Linked DNA regions of Mus musculus: region 2 is linked to region 1. The links are chromatin contacts, called in public Hi-C maps. All regions are on one chromosome and are shown on one strand. Each heading gives the region's core, a stretch centred on a gene start, on an enhancer-like site or on the middle of the called end of the contact. The rest is flanking DNA. Distances are from core to core; before and after follow the strand shown.

Region 1 (6,132 bases), core at 1,384-3,883:
AGCCAGAAGATTCACAGACTGCATCAAATTAAGAGACCAAGCAGAGTAATTCAGTCAGAAACAGAAAAGCCAGTTTGAATCAGTCAGTATGGAGAAGAGTTTGGGCCAGAACAGCTGAGCTGAACCAGCCAACCAGAGCTCAGAAAGAGAAAGAGTGAACTTACTCAGCAGTAAGCCTCCAAGACAACAATTACATCTGGAGAATATTATGCATAGCTCACCTCAAAAACATAAGAAAAAAGAAGAGGCCTATGCATTGTCAACTCTGTTCTAATGCATTAAGGGGTGGGAAGAACACATTAATTGTGAGTATAAGTCAACTATATAAGTGAGCACTCTCCTAGCATACATGGGGCCTTAGGGTCAATCCTCAGGGCCTTGAAAACAGGGAGAAATTTATATTATAGATTTTACAATAAAATATTTTAATTTTTAAAAATTAATGAATTGAACTTCATCAAAAATTTAAAGATTAGTGTGAGACATTTCAAATGAAAAGAGAAGCAAAAGACTAAGAAAAAATGTTTCTAAAGCAATCTGAGTGTTCCATACTTCTCTTTTGGTCTGACAAACTGGTGTTGGTAATACACCAGGCTTTTAGGAAGATAAAGACAACAGGTCTTACTTTGTCCGGGACCAGATAGCAGTAACAAGTTATTTTACTTCCTGCTGATCTTGTGTATGTATATGCATACATTTTCCAGGATGTAAACTTTCCCATATATGCATCTGAAGGGAAAGCATTAAACTAAAGAATGCCTCACTTCAACATTTCTAACACTTTCAAAGACTTTTTAAAGAATATATACATACATATATACATATATACACATACACACACACACATATATACATACACATACACACATACATGAGAATGAGTGCCCCAGTACAGGTCCAGGCACAGAACAGGTGATTTAAAAATACACTGGCAGTGCCTGAAAACTCTACCTACAGCACTAGAGATGTGTTAGCTAACTTAAACCTATCAGCTAAAAGCACTCCATCAGCATAAACTCTCAGGTGCTCTCCTGCAGCTCAGATCACTCCTGCATTTTCATAAGACTCTGTAAGCTCTCTGTATCTGAAAATCTCTGCTGTCAAAAATTTGCCAACATTTTTGGTTTTTTTAATTTAAAGAGAGAGATCCTAAGTATTTTGATTTCTGTGGGCTAGCAGGCAAAATCTTGTACACATTTATATAACAATAGAAACGTTTTCCACAAACTTCATGGGCAAAACTCAAATAATGGCCACTGAGGAAGGTGTCTTATAGTACACATCTGCTGATAAAAGGAATGGACTCTTTGGGGGACAGATTATCTCACTTATCACTTGCTAGGGATTCCTATTCCTAAAATCTCACATACACTCACTCATAAATACTCGCATGAAATGAGTCTCTGTGTTTTAAGCTTTTAATATAAAAAAAAAAAAATCACTGCTGCTGTAATGAACCCATGAATAAAAATGTGACCCAGCTAGATCAGTTCACTCAAACACGCATCCAGTCCCTCTCCACACTAGCAATACGCTTCTACAGGTAGAGTGGCCATTCTGAAGCCCAAGAGCTTCACTTAGCTTCACTCAGTTTTACATTTTCATTATTAATTACATCCTTAGATCGTATTTATATTTACTTTATGGGTGCACTGAGTGTATGCATGTGTACCACATGCCTGCCTGTCTCTTATCTCCAGGAAGTGAAGTTACAGATGTATGTGAGTTATCATGTAGGCTCTGGGAACTGAACCCAGGTCCTCTGCAAGAGCAGCCAGTGCTCCTGACTCTGATATACTTTCACTGACATAAGCTAACTACTGACACCAAACTCATCATGTGATTTTAGTTGAAGACATTCATCACTTGAAAAACAAGTGTAGCATTCTACTGGGCGGCTCTTTAGAAGGTTTGGTTTGCAATGTGTCACTACAGTACAGAATCAGTTAAAGGCTCAGTAGAAGCTCTTCAGTTGTATAACTAGGGAAATTCTGAAACATGTGAGTTTCCTTTGAGTTTGCTACACCATCTGAAAAACCATACCCATGCATATGTGTGCCTTCTTAGTGGCACTCAGGTGTGTACACTAGGGCACACCATCACTACATGTGCATTCTATTTTTATTTATTTTATTTTATTTTTGGTTTTTTGAGACAGGGTTTCTCTAGCTTTATCTGTCCTGGAATTTACTCTGTAGACCAGGCTGGCCTCTCAGAGATCCACCAGCCTATGCCTTTTCATTGATAGAATTAAAGGAATATGCCACCATGCTTGGAATGGGCACATTATTTTATCTTCTAGCTTTATATTACATTCGTTTGAAAGAAACTGTGAATCTGAAGAAAAATTAATTTTCAAAAGTAATCAGTATTTGGTAATAGTAACTGATAATAGTTGGTCCTCTTTGATCATAAAATTTTCAATCTCGGTCTTTAAACAACTGTAAAAACAAACATGATACTTTACCAACACTAAGCCAGTCAGGATACTCAGTTTTTGTTCTTAACAAATATCAGTGGAAGCAATGGTATCTTAACTCCGTGAGAGTGAATGGCACTCACAAGAGTCACATACTCTCTGCAAATGACTTGCTGATGAATAACACACTGACAACCATAGGCTTTGAACATCTGACATTTTTTATCAGTTTTCAGAATCTGCACAGCTTTTATGTGTTCCACACATACTTATCACTACCCACTGTAGCACAGCTTAATGAGTTCTACTTCCATTTGTACTTAGGTGCTCCCTCAACTTTGAAAATACTTGTCTGCAAGTATTCTACACGGTTACTTTTTCTGCCACTTTAAACATGTCAGTGAGTTCTCCAGTAAATAACAATTGAGCAGCACCAATAACATCTGTCAATTCCTCAAGAGCCAGAAGAACCTCTGTAAACCATGTGCCTTGTTTTTTAATTGACTATCAAAACTACCCCAGATGTCCTTAAGTGTTAAAGTCAATTATTCTTGCCAAAAAGCTAAGAGTTTTAAACAAGTCTCTGGACATAACTTTTTTGACTTCTATGATCCAACAATTTAATTAACTCAACATCAATAAATGATTCTGCTTAGGTAGCAAATGAGTCTTGTTTTGATGGTAACTTTGGTTTTTTTCATTTAGGGAGAAATTATATCATGATGAGATACTTCATTTCAAAAGTTCCCATTACAACCCCAAAAGTTGGGAATGTGGCAGTATGTTTACTCTGGTAATGTCAACATATATATATATACTTCTATCCCAATAATAAAAGCAATCTTTTTTGTTTGTTTGTTATTTAATTCAACAAAGTAATCCAAATTCCATTCAAGGGCCAAGGGTGTAGCTCCATCATAGAGTATATACTTGGCATGTACAATACTTGGGTTTTAGCTCCAGCACATATATGCACACAGGGATTTGTATGTGCACACACATCACTCAAAGTCCATTTTCTCTTGTTTTGATGGACATGAACTAGTAATAAAGAAAACAAGTAACAAAGACCAACAAGAGCCATGACACTCAGCATACAGTCACATTATAACTGTATCACTAAATGTTACAAGCTAAGAGCACTATAAAGTGATGAAAAATATACTGTATGGTCTCTGTCACAACTACTCAGCTCTGTCACTATAATACAAAAAGAATGTCATAAATTTTGGAAAGATATAACACTATTTGTGGAATTGAAGTTTCAATATTATTATTCTTCCTTTGATCTTTTTAAACATATTTAAAGTGCATATTTAAAGTACATGGTTATGCTATCATCTGAGAGCATGTTTCAAAGATTTCAATCTGATCTAAGTTCTCATTTAACCCTCAAGTGTTCCATGCTCAATTACAGGGGTGAACCTCTCTAAGAAAAAGTGATACCACCACTACCCATTATTACATAGTGATTATACTTTGTAAAAAATTATAGAGCATACTAAAGACATTAACACTCTTAAGGAATAGCCTACAATTAATAGTACCTGACAGGAATTCTAGAATTCCAGAGATCAAGGCAAGAGAATTCCAAGTTCAAGGCTAGCCTGAGCTACATAGTAAGTCCAAGGCTATGCTGAACTATAAGGCAAGATCTGTCTCAAAAAGCCACCATCAACAAAAAGACAATCCTCTAACTACCCTGCATTCCATTATTTTTATTTGCCTAATTGTCAGATTTACAGTTGTAAACTCCAAATTTCAAATAAAAACAACAGCTGAGACTACCCAAGTTAGAGATCAACAGCAATCTCTATGATCAAAACCGTCTCAGGGAACAAACATGCAGCACAAGCATGACTTGAACCCATCAAATCACTGTGCCGTAGCCCACCCTCCTCTCTGCCTGTCTTACATCAAAGACCCACAGCTGTCAAAAAGCATGACTTTCCAAAATGCTTTTTGTACTAATTTGAGGTGTATTAATTATGATAAATCAGCAGTGCTTACAATTACACCACCTTTGTTTTTAACAAGACTTTTCATTGTATAATTCTTACTTGCCTAAGTCTTCATCTTTGACAGTCAAAATAAAATAAAAATATTTAGAAAGCGTGTCTTTAAAATTTACCAAAGACCTAAGAAAATAAGTCCGTTCATTAAAAAACCTCTCAATAGATTCTACTGCTGCTGAGATATCACCATAAAATTTCTTAAAACTTGAAACTTCCCAAAATCCAAAACTTAAATTTATTCGAGATTAACTTTCTGTGTTAAATTTGATCTGATATGATAGCTTATACATAAGCTTGTTTTTCTTCTGTTAATATTTTTCATAAATTGACTGATACAGCTGAGAACACTTTTATTTTAAAAAAATTTCAGGATAAACCTAAGAAATCAGCTTAATAAAGTAAAATATTCATTTTAAATGAGTCATCTTTTTTTGTTGTCTTAGCACACTTCAAAGTACAGGGACAAGAATGAAGGAAACAACAAAGTGTTTTTCTAACACTATAGAGTAATTCAAACTAGCCTTAAAACATCCATTTTGGTCATTCTCCAGGGTCTCACCAGAAGTATGGCTTTCATCTGCCCCAAAATACATACATACATTACATACATACATACATACATACATACAACCTTCATTTTCCACCAGGCAACAGATCATTACAGAAAAATGTAACTGATCAAAATGCAAAACTATAGAGCTCAGTCCAAATTGATATATCTTCAACACAGCTCCCTCACCTCCGGCAACACTGCAGAAGGGCTGGAAAGATTACTATAGAGGCAGAAAATCAGGGAGTTTGCTGTGAGACTGTATCTCCTAGAAATGTCAGAAGCTATATCCATGAAATAGCACAAACATGGCTACCTAAACATGAACTGAGCAAAGAAAACATTAGACATGCTGACATGGAAGACAAAAATCTCACAAGGCCTCAACCCTAGATAAAGACCTACAGGCAAATAAAGAATGCTGAGAACAAGAGAAATAGTCTGTTCAGACAAGTGTATACCACTCAATAAAAATCGTCAGTCCTAAAACCATACATACAAGTAGCATTATACAGAGTGATAAACAGGTTGTATTTTTAACACACACACACACACACACACACACACACACACACGAGTAAAGAAAGTTGTAGAATCGTAGAATCTTCCTTGGTTAAGGAGAGCTGCTGAGTCCAGGCAGTATGTAGTGGAGCGACACCTCCATCAAGGCCCTAACAAAAACTGAAAGAAGCCCAGAGAGGCCACTGCACTGTAAAAGTGAAACTTGAGTTGTGCTGAAGGCCCCAAGATATTGAGGTGCTAGAGCCATGGCATATCTATTATGGAGGGCTCCATACGGGGAGTAGAGCCAGCCCAAGAGAGAAACAACATATGAGCAAAGCCAGAAGGCCACAGCCATGCTAGCCTTCTGACAGTAGACATGGAGCCAGAGGATCTGGAGTTCTCTCTACTGGGTTTCAGTCCTGCTTTGATTTGGTATTTCCTTACTGTGCCCAATTCCTCAGATTTGAAATGGTAATACATATTCGGTGCATACACACACAACAATTAAAGAAAAAAAAAGGCCATGAATTTGAAAGAGGGGTAGATGGGAGGGTTAGGAGGGAGGAAAGGGAAAGGGGAAATTATCTAATTATAGTTTCAAAAAATATTTTAAAATACCCATTTTCACATAATACAATTTCATT
Region 2 (6,132 bases), core at 2,349-4,848, 140 kb after region 1:
AGCACCTATAACCTTCAGAGGCCTGTCCCTTGTGACCTACTTTAGCCAGTCCTCCCCCCTCCAAAGACCCCATCGCCTTTGAAATAGTGCCTGCCACAAACCAGGGGACTAAGCATTCAAAACTTGAGTCCAGGGTCACAATTCAGACCCAGAGTTTAACAGCAGCATTTAACCAACATCATCTTCTAAGTCCTTCCCACGGAAAGGAGAAAGTACACAAGGATGGCTTTTCATCACCTCCAGTCCTGGGTCAGAGAGAGACTCTATGTGTAACCATGTCTCCCTCCTGAATCCCATCTGTGCAAAACAAGCCAAGTTTCAACGTAAAGACTAGCTGCTAGCCCGACAGACTTCTGAGCAGAATGGAAACCGCACAAGGAAGCATAATCAGGCCTCAACGTGCTGTGACTAAACTAAACATCTTGAGTCCCGTGTGCCTTGCCACAGGGAAATCAGGCTTCTTGGTTAAAACGAAAGCCGCAGGGGTTTGCCAGTTCCCGCAGCCCTTAGAATCTGCACTGTTGGTCCCGACCGGCTGGTCGCAACCTCTTTTACATGTTTCTTCTCAACTAGAATGCTACCACCTCTGTGAAGCTTGCTGCTGCATTCCAGGGGCAGCTCTCCACCCCACACCCAACCTTGCTCCCACCCCACAGTCACCCCCCGTGATAGGTCTGCCACCCCTGGCGCCGATCCTTCATGCCTTTGATTCCCTGTGTGTATAGCGCTGTTCTTTGGGCTGTTTCACCCGATCGATTGCCTGAAGATCAAACATTGTACCTTTATTCTTTTTTTTTTCTTTTCCATTTTTTATTAGGTATTTAGCTCATTTACATTTCCAATGCTATACCAAAAGTCCCCCATACCCACCCACCCCGACTCCCCTACCCACCCACTCCCCCTTTTTGGCCCTGGCGTTCCCCTGTACTGGGGCATATAAAGTTTGCGTGTCCAATGGGCCTCTCTTTCCAGTGATGGCCGACTAGGCCATCTTTTGATACATATGAAGCTAGAGTCAAGAGCTCCAGGGTACTGGTTAGTTCATAATGTTGTTCCACCTATAGGGTTGCAGATCCCTTTAGCTCCTTGGGTACTTTCTCTAGCTCCTCCATTGGGAGCCCTTGTGATCCATCCATTAGCTGACTGTGAGCATCCACTTCTGTGTTTGCTAGGCCCCGGCATAGTCTCACAAGAGACAGCTACATCTGGGTCCACCTTTATTCTTAATAATGGACAAATACCTTGAGATGACATCAGCACGGATGTCTGCAGTGATCAACGGTGGCATAGAATGGGTGCTCAACAGATGTTTCCCACTGACTTGCTTCTCTCAGTCAGTAAACACAGCCCAAAGCCCCTGGTTCCTACGCAGCTTTTCCTAGGGTAAGCAAATGAGCGCACACTCCACCTCTGCCTCTGCCTCAGAGGCAGGTAGGTATTTTGTCCTCTAGTGGCTTAAGTCTCCTGGGACACTTTCTTATTTTTATTTATATCCTCTAAAATGCCTGTGACACTGGTCATGTGTTTGGGTAGAGTAAATAACCTGGTTTATCAAATGAGATTGATAGATTGAAATTTCACCTCTGGGGCAGCCGCAGGAAGCAGGTGTTCCGCCATCTGTTTCCTCTTGAGGAGACTGAGGTTGCCAAGAGGTTGTCTACTGAGCGATGCAGCGGTCTCCAGGAGGACTTTATGCTAACCGCTTGCCAAGTGCAAAGCTTCCGTCTTTGCTTGCTTTTTCTTTTCTTCTTCTTCTTCTTTCTTCTTCTTCTTCTTCTTCTTCTTCTTCTTCTTCTTCTTCTTCTTCTTCTTCTTCTTCTTCTTCTTCTTCTTCTTCTCCTTCTTCTCCTTCTCCTCCTCCTCCTCTTCCTCCTCCTCCTCCTTCTTCTTCTCCTCCTCCTCCTTCTTCTTCTCCTCCTCCTCCTCCTCCTCCTTCTTCTTCTTCTTTTTTTTTTGGGGGGGGGGAATGGTGTCAGCAATCAGCATCAAGCCTAGAAGGATAAACCCCACAGGTGGGCAGCCCAGCGAAGTCCAACCTCTTGCTTTTCTGATCCTCAGCATAGCCTGCAAGGTCTTGTTTATCCCCCGCCTATCCAGAGCCAGCCTAGCATTGAATGCAGAGTAGCTGCTCAGAAAGTATTTCTTTGATAAATGAGGTTGCTCATAAGGAGTCAAAGACAAAGAAATGTCTCCAAACCCTGTAACTTTATGCTGTCCATGGTTTCAAAGCCACACAGTCTAGAGGACAGTTGAAGAAGAATTCACATATCTAGGTAAAATTCTACAACTGAAAGAGTGCTTTGTTCCATAGGTATTTACATTTTAATTATTTTATTATTTAGCATTAATTGAGCCCTTAATGGAAACAGTTGCTTTAAAGGCTATTGTCTCTAATCTCCTTCTCCTTCTTCTCCTTCTTCTCTTTGCTTGTAGTTGTTTTTTCAAGACAGAGTTTCTCTGCATCTTGAAAGTACTGTCCTGGAGCTCACCCTATAGATCAGGTTGATCTCGAAATCTGCTCGCCTTTGCCTCCTGAGTGATGGGTCTAAAGGTGTGCACCACCACTGCCTGACTCTGCTCCGCCCCTTGAGATATAGCATCATGTAGCCCAGGCTGGCCTTAAACTCCTAATCCTTCAGCCTCCAATCCTGAGGGGTTGTGGCTACAGGTGCCTCGCCTGGCATGACTAATCTTTCATAAAACAAGATTATTGCTGTGTGTTCATTGTACAAAGTAATAGGCTTCGTTATGACATTTTACACATACTTAGGATGTTTTTATTGCATTTATTCACATTCATTCATTACCCTTATTGCCTCTCCTTCCCGCTCCTGCTGGTACTTTTCTTCTCCTGCTTCTGCTTTCAGGTCTTGATTTTTTTTTTTAATCCAGATGAGAGAGAGAACATGTAGGTTCTGTTATCCCACATCTGGCTTGTTTCATTTAACAGGGTGATTTCCAGTTCCATTCCCTGCACATGATCTAGCTTTGTACTTCTTCATGGATAAGTATTTTATCATGTATAGATATCTATCTCACCTTCTCTATCCATTTTACCTGTCAATGGACACCTAGGCTGATTTTCTGATTTGGCTATTGTGAACAAAGTCATCTTAAAAACAGTGAGCAGAGCTGGGCGTGGTGGCGCACGCCTTTAATCCCAGCACTCTTGAGGCAGAGGCAGGCGGATTTCTGAGTTCGAAGCCAACCTGGTCTACAAAGTGAGTTCCAGGACATCCAGGGCTACACAGAGAAACCCTGTCTTGAAAAACCAAAAACAAACAAACAAACAGTGAGCAGACAGGTCTGTTGTTTGATGTGTCATGTTCTATGTTAACATCAAATCTTGAGATGTTACTATAACAATATTTTTATCGATCTTGTAGATGGATAAAAGCAAACTCAAATGGGCTAAGTGATTTTCCTAAAGCCATAGATTATACTGGAACACACACACACACACACACACACACACACACACTCATGTGAGCTTCAAAGACAATTTCTCTGGCACCGAGAATAGTGTTTGGCATATAGCAACACTAAATAAATATTTGTTGAACAATGATCCAGAACTGTCTGACTCCAAACAGTTTCCATGATGTCACCCACTACTCTGCAAAATGGCCTTTTAAAGTATCAGAGAAAGCAGAACACCTGTGGGGTTGTTGCTCAGGAAAGAGAATTTGCCTATAGCTAAGAACAGCGGCTAAACCAAGACTCAACACTAAAGGTTCCAGGGCCCTCACGATATTTTCTGTAGACTCTGAGGTTCTGCCCACTTCCTTTCCCCAGGAAAGCCAGACCACTAAAGAGAAACAGTGAAGAAAGAGTTAAGTTCAAGACTTCTCACCTAGAGCTCAAAGCAGTTCACTGGCAACTGGGCGAGTTCAGTCCCTTGGAGGGTTAGACATCAGGGTTACTTTCTTATTCACAGAACCAGAGTTTGATGCTCAGGATGGGTTCTGCTTGAGGTGAGGTGAGCCAGGCAGCAGCAACGTTATTGGAACTCTTTCATTATGAATTGTATCTCTTTAGATCCTAGCATCTAAAATGATCATGGGCCTTGAATTGTGTGTACCTGTGTATCTCTCTCTCTCTCTCTCTCTCTCTCTCTCTCTCTCTCTCTGTGTGTGTGTGTGTGTGTGTGTGTGTGTGTAATAAAGCTAAGAGCTGAACCCCAAGACCTTGCACATACCGAGCACAGAGTCTATACCACTGAGTCATATTCCCAGGGTGGCCTTGAACTTGTGAATGAAGTCATCTGTGTGTAAACTGGATCTGTGTGGTTTTTGCCAAATAGATTCATAGGAAGAAAGAGAGATAGGGTCTTGTTCCCCATCCCAGGATGTCTTTAAACTCACTGTATGGCCCATGCTGACCTTGGCTTAGTGGTCTTCTGGTCTTGGCCCTCAGAGGGAAGGCATGCACCACCACTCTTAGTTTCATTGTATTTTTAATATCAAAGATAGTGCCTGTGCATATCTACTATTAATAAAAACAAGTAGCTATGGCAACTAATATATATTTGTTAATCCAATCAGGTATGTTTCTATGCCAGGTATACTATAAAATAAGTAAATGTATCCATATATAAACATAAAAGAGTACAGTATCTTATACAGCATTAAAGAGACCATGTGGAAATAACCAAGGGATATGGGGCATATCCTAAGCCCAGAGACAATCAAACAGACTTAAGGTTTAAGATAATCAATGAGGACAATCTTAACGGTTCCACAGGCCAAGGCTGTAGACTTAGCAATGTCCTCTCCAGCCTCCAAACTCCCCACCTTCCTTTTTTTTTCCATTAAGAAAAACAAAACAAAACAAAACAAAACAAAACAAAAATAAGCTGGGCAGTGGTGGCACATGCCTTTAATCCCAGCACTTGGGAGGCAGAGGCAGGTGGATTTTCTGAGTTCAAGGCCAGCCTGGTCTACAGAGTGAGTTCCAGGACAGCCAGGGCTACACAGAGAAACCCTGTCTTGAAAAACCAAAAAAAAAAAAAAAAAAGGAAAAAACAAAACAAACAACAACAACAACTCCCTGTGTCCTGGTAGTACACATCTTTAATCTCTGAGTTTGAGGATAACCCGATCTACAGAGCGAGTTCCAGAATATAAATGGCTACACAGTGAAACCCTGTCTCAAAAAACCAAACCAAAACACAACAACAATCTGAGTGTTTTGCCCACTGATCTTTGCAAAGCGTCCTTTTCTGAGAGACCTTAAACCAGATCCTGTTGGGAGACATTTCAGTGTAAGAATCCCCAATCCTGAACTTCCAGAAACCGCAAAGAAATAAACCACTCCTTGTCCAGAAAGAAGCCACTGCCCTTAATGGATCGCCATATACTGACCAAGCCCTAACAAAGAGAATATATGGGACCTTTGGAGCCACGTGGACAGGCTTTTCCTGGATGATACAACCATCTGTCGTTGCCTGGATTCCTGTACTGTATCCATGTTTTCCTTGGCCGTGGTGTATTTTCTCAGATCCACAATGACTCCACTTTCCAAGGAAGAGCAATCGAGCCTGGATGCCAGGGATGGCGCCTGTGGTGAACAGGGTCTGTGCTCATTTCCTTGCCACCCCCTCCTCTTTTTTTCAGTGAGCTCCTGCTTTTCTCTAAATTTTCCATCTTGTACATCTTGTATTGTTTTCTAAATATAGATGTTCTCAACCTCCGTGAAAAGATCGTCTATTAAGAGCAGAGCGATAGCGAGCAATGTGCCCAACAGGCACAGCACAAAACAAACAGAGAGTGCACTCAGCCCTTCTTGAATAAAGGAAGCCAAATAAGACTCCTGGAAACATGGGTTGGTACTAGGTCCTTTTCCTGGTGTACAGCAGCGCAGCTTTGGAGATGTCTAACTCAGCTCCGGTACTCACATACCCATCCAGAAGAGGCAAAGAGGGACAAGGAGAGGGGGCCCAACCTTGTGCTGCCTGTCCTTTTGCACCTGCCACCACTCATGCGTGGACTATCACATCCCAGCTGGCTGTTTGTGCCGAATTCTGAGACCCCAAGACACTCATCACCCTTGGAATTAAAGAATTACAAATGGGATTTTTGCACCTGCAAATTGGGACGAAATAAAGAAGAAGAAGGAGAAAAAAAAGATAAT

The links. A called contact is a pair of places that touch in the nucleus more often than the background predicts.
Region 2: a contact with region 1 is called in a Hi-C map of regulatory T cells, with 3 times the contacts expected there. The contact joins two enhancer-like sites. A contact is called at or near these places in 7 of 484 Hi-C or Micro-C datasets (CD4 T cells, bone marrow-derived macrophages, double positive thymocytes and 2 more) and 2 of 115 datasets of contacts at active chromatin or transcription factors (extraembryonic endoderm stem cells and trophoblast stem cells).

What each region holds. Positions count from the first base shown.
Region 1 is chr2:70,787,813-70,793,944 of GRCm38.p6, forward strand. The region is part of intron 1 of Tlk1 (tousled-like kinase 1); the gene reads right to left. Among named protein-coding and RNA genes, the nearest start is that of Tlk1, 35 kb to the right of the region's middle. Within about 2 kb of position 2,634, at least 6 of the 459 cell types and tissues checked have an H3K27ac peak or open chromatin away from gene starts, as enhancers often do. A contact at or near this core is called in regulatory T cells, where this site is marked.
Region 2 is chr2:70,929,478-70,935,609 of GRCm38.p6, forward strand. All of the region lies in intron 1 of Gm39843 (a long non-coding RNA gene), which reads left to right. Among named protein-coding and RNA genes, the nearest start is that of Gm39843, 9.4 kb to the left of the region's middle. Within about 2 kb of position 3,599, at least 38 of the 459 cell types and tissues checked have an H3K27ac peak or open chromatin away from gene starts, as enhancers often do. A contact at or near this core is called in regulatory T cells, where this site is marked.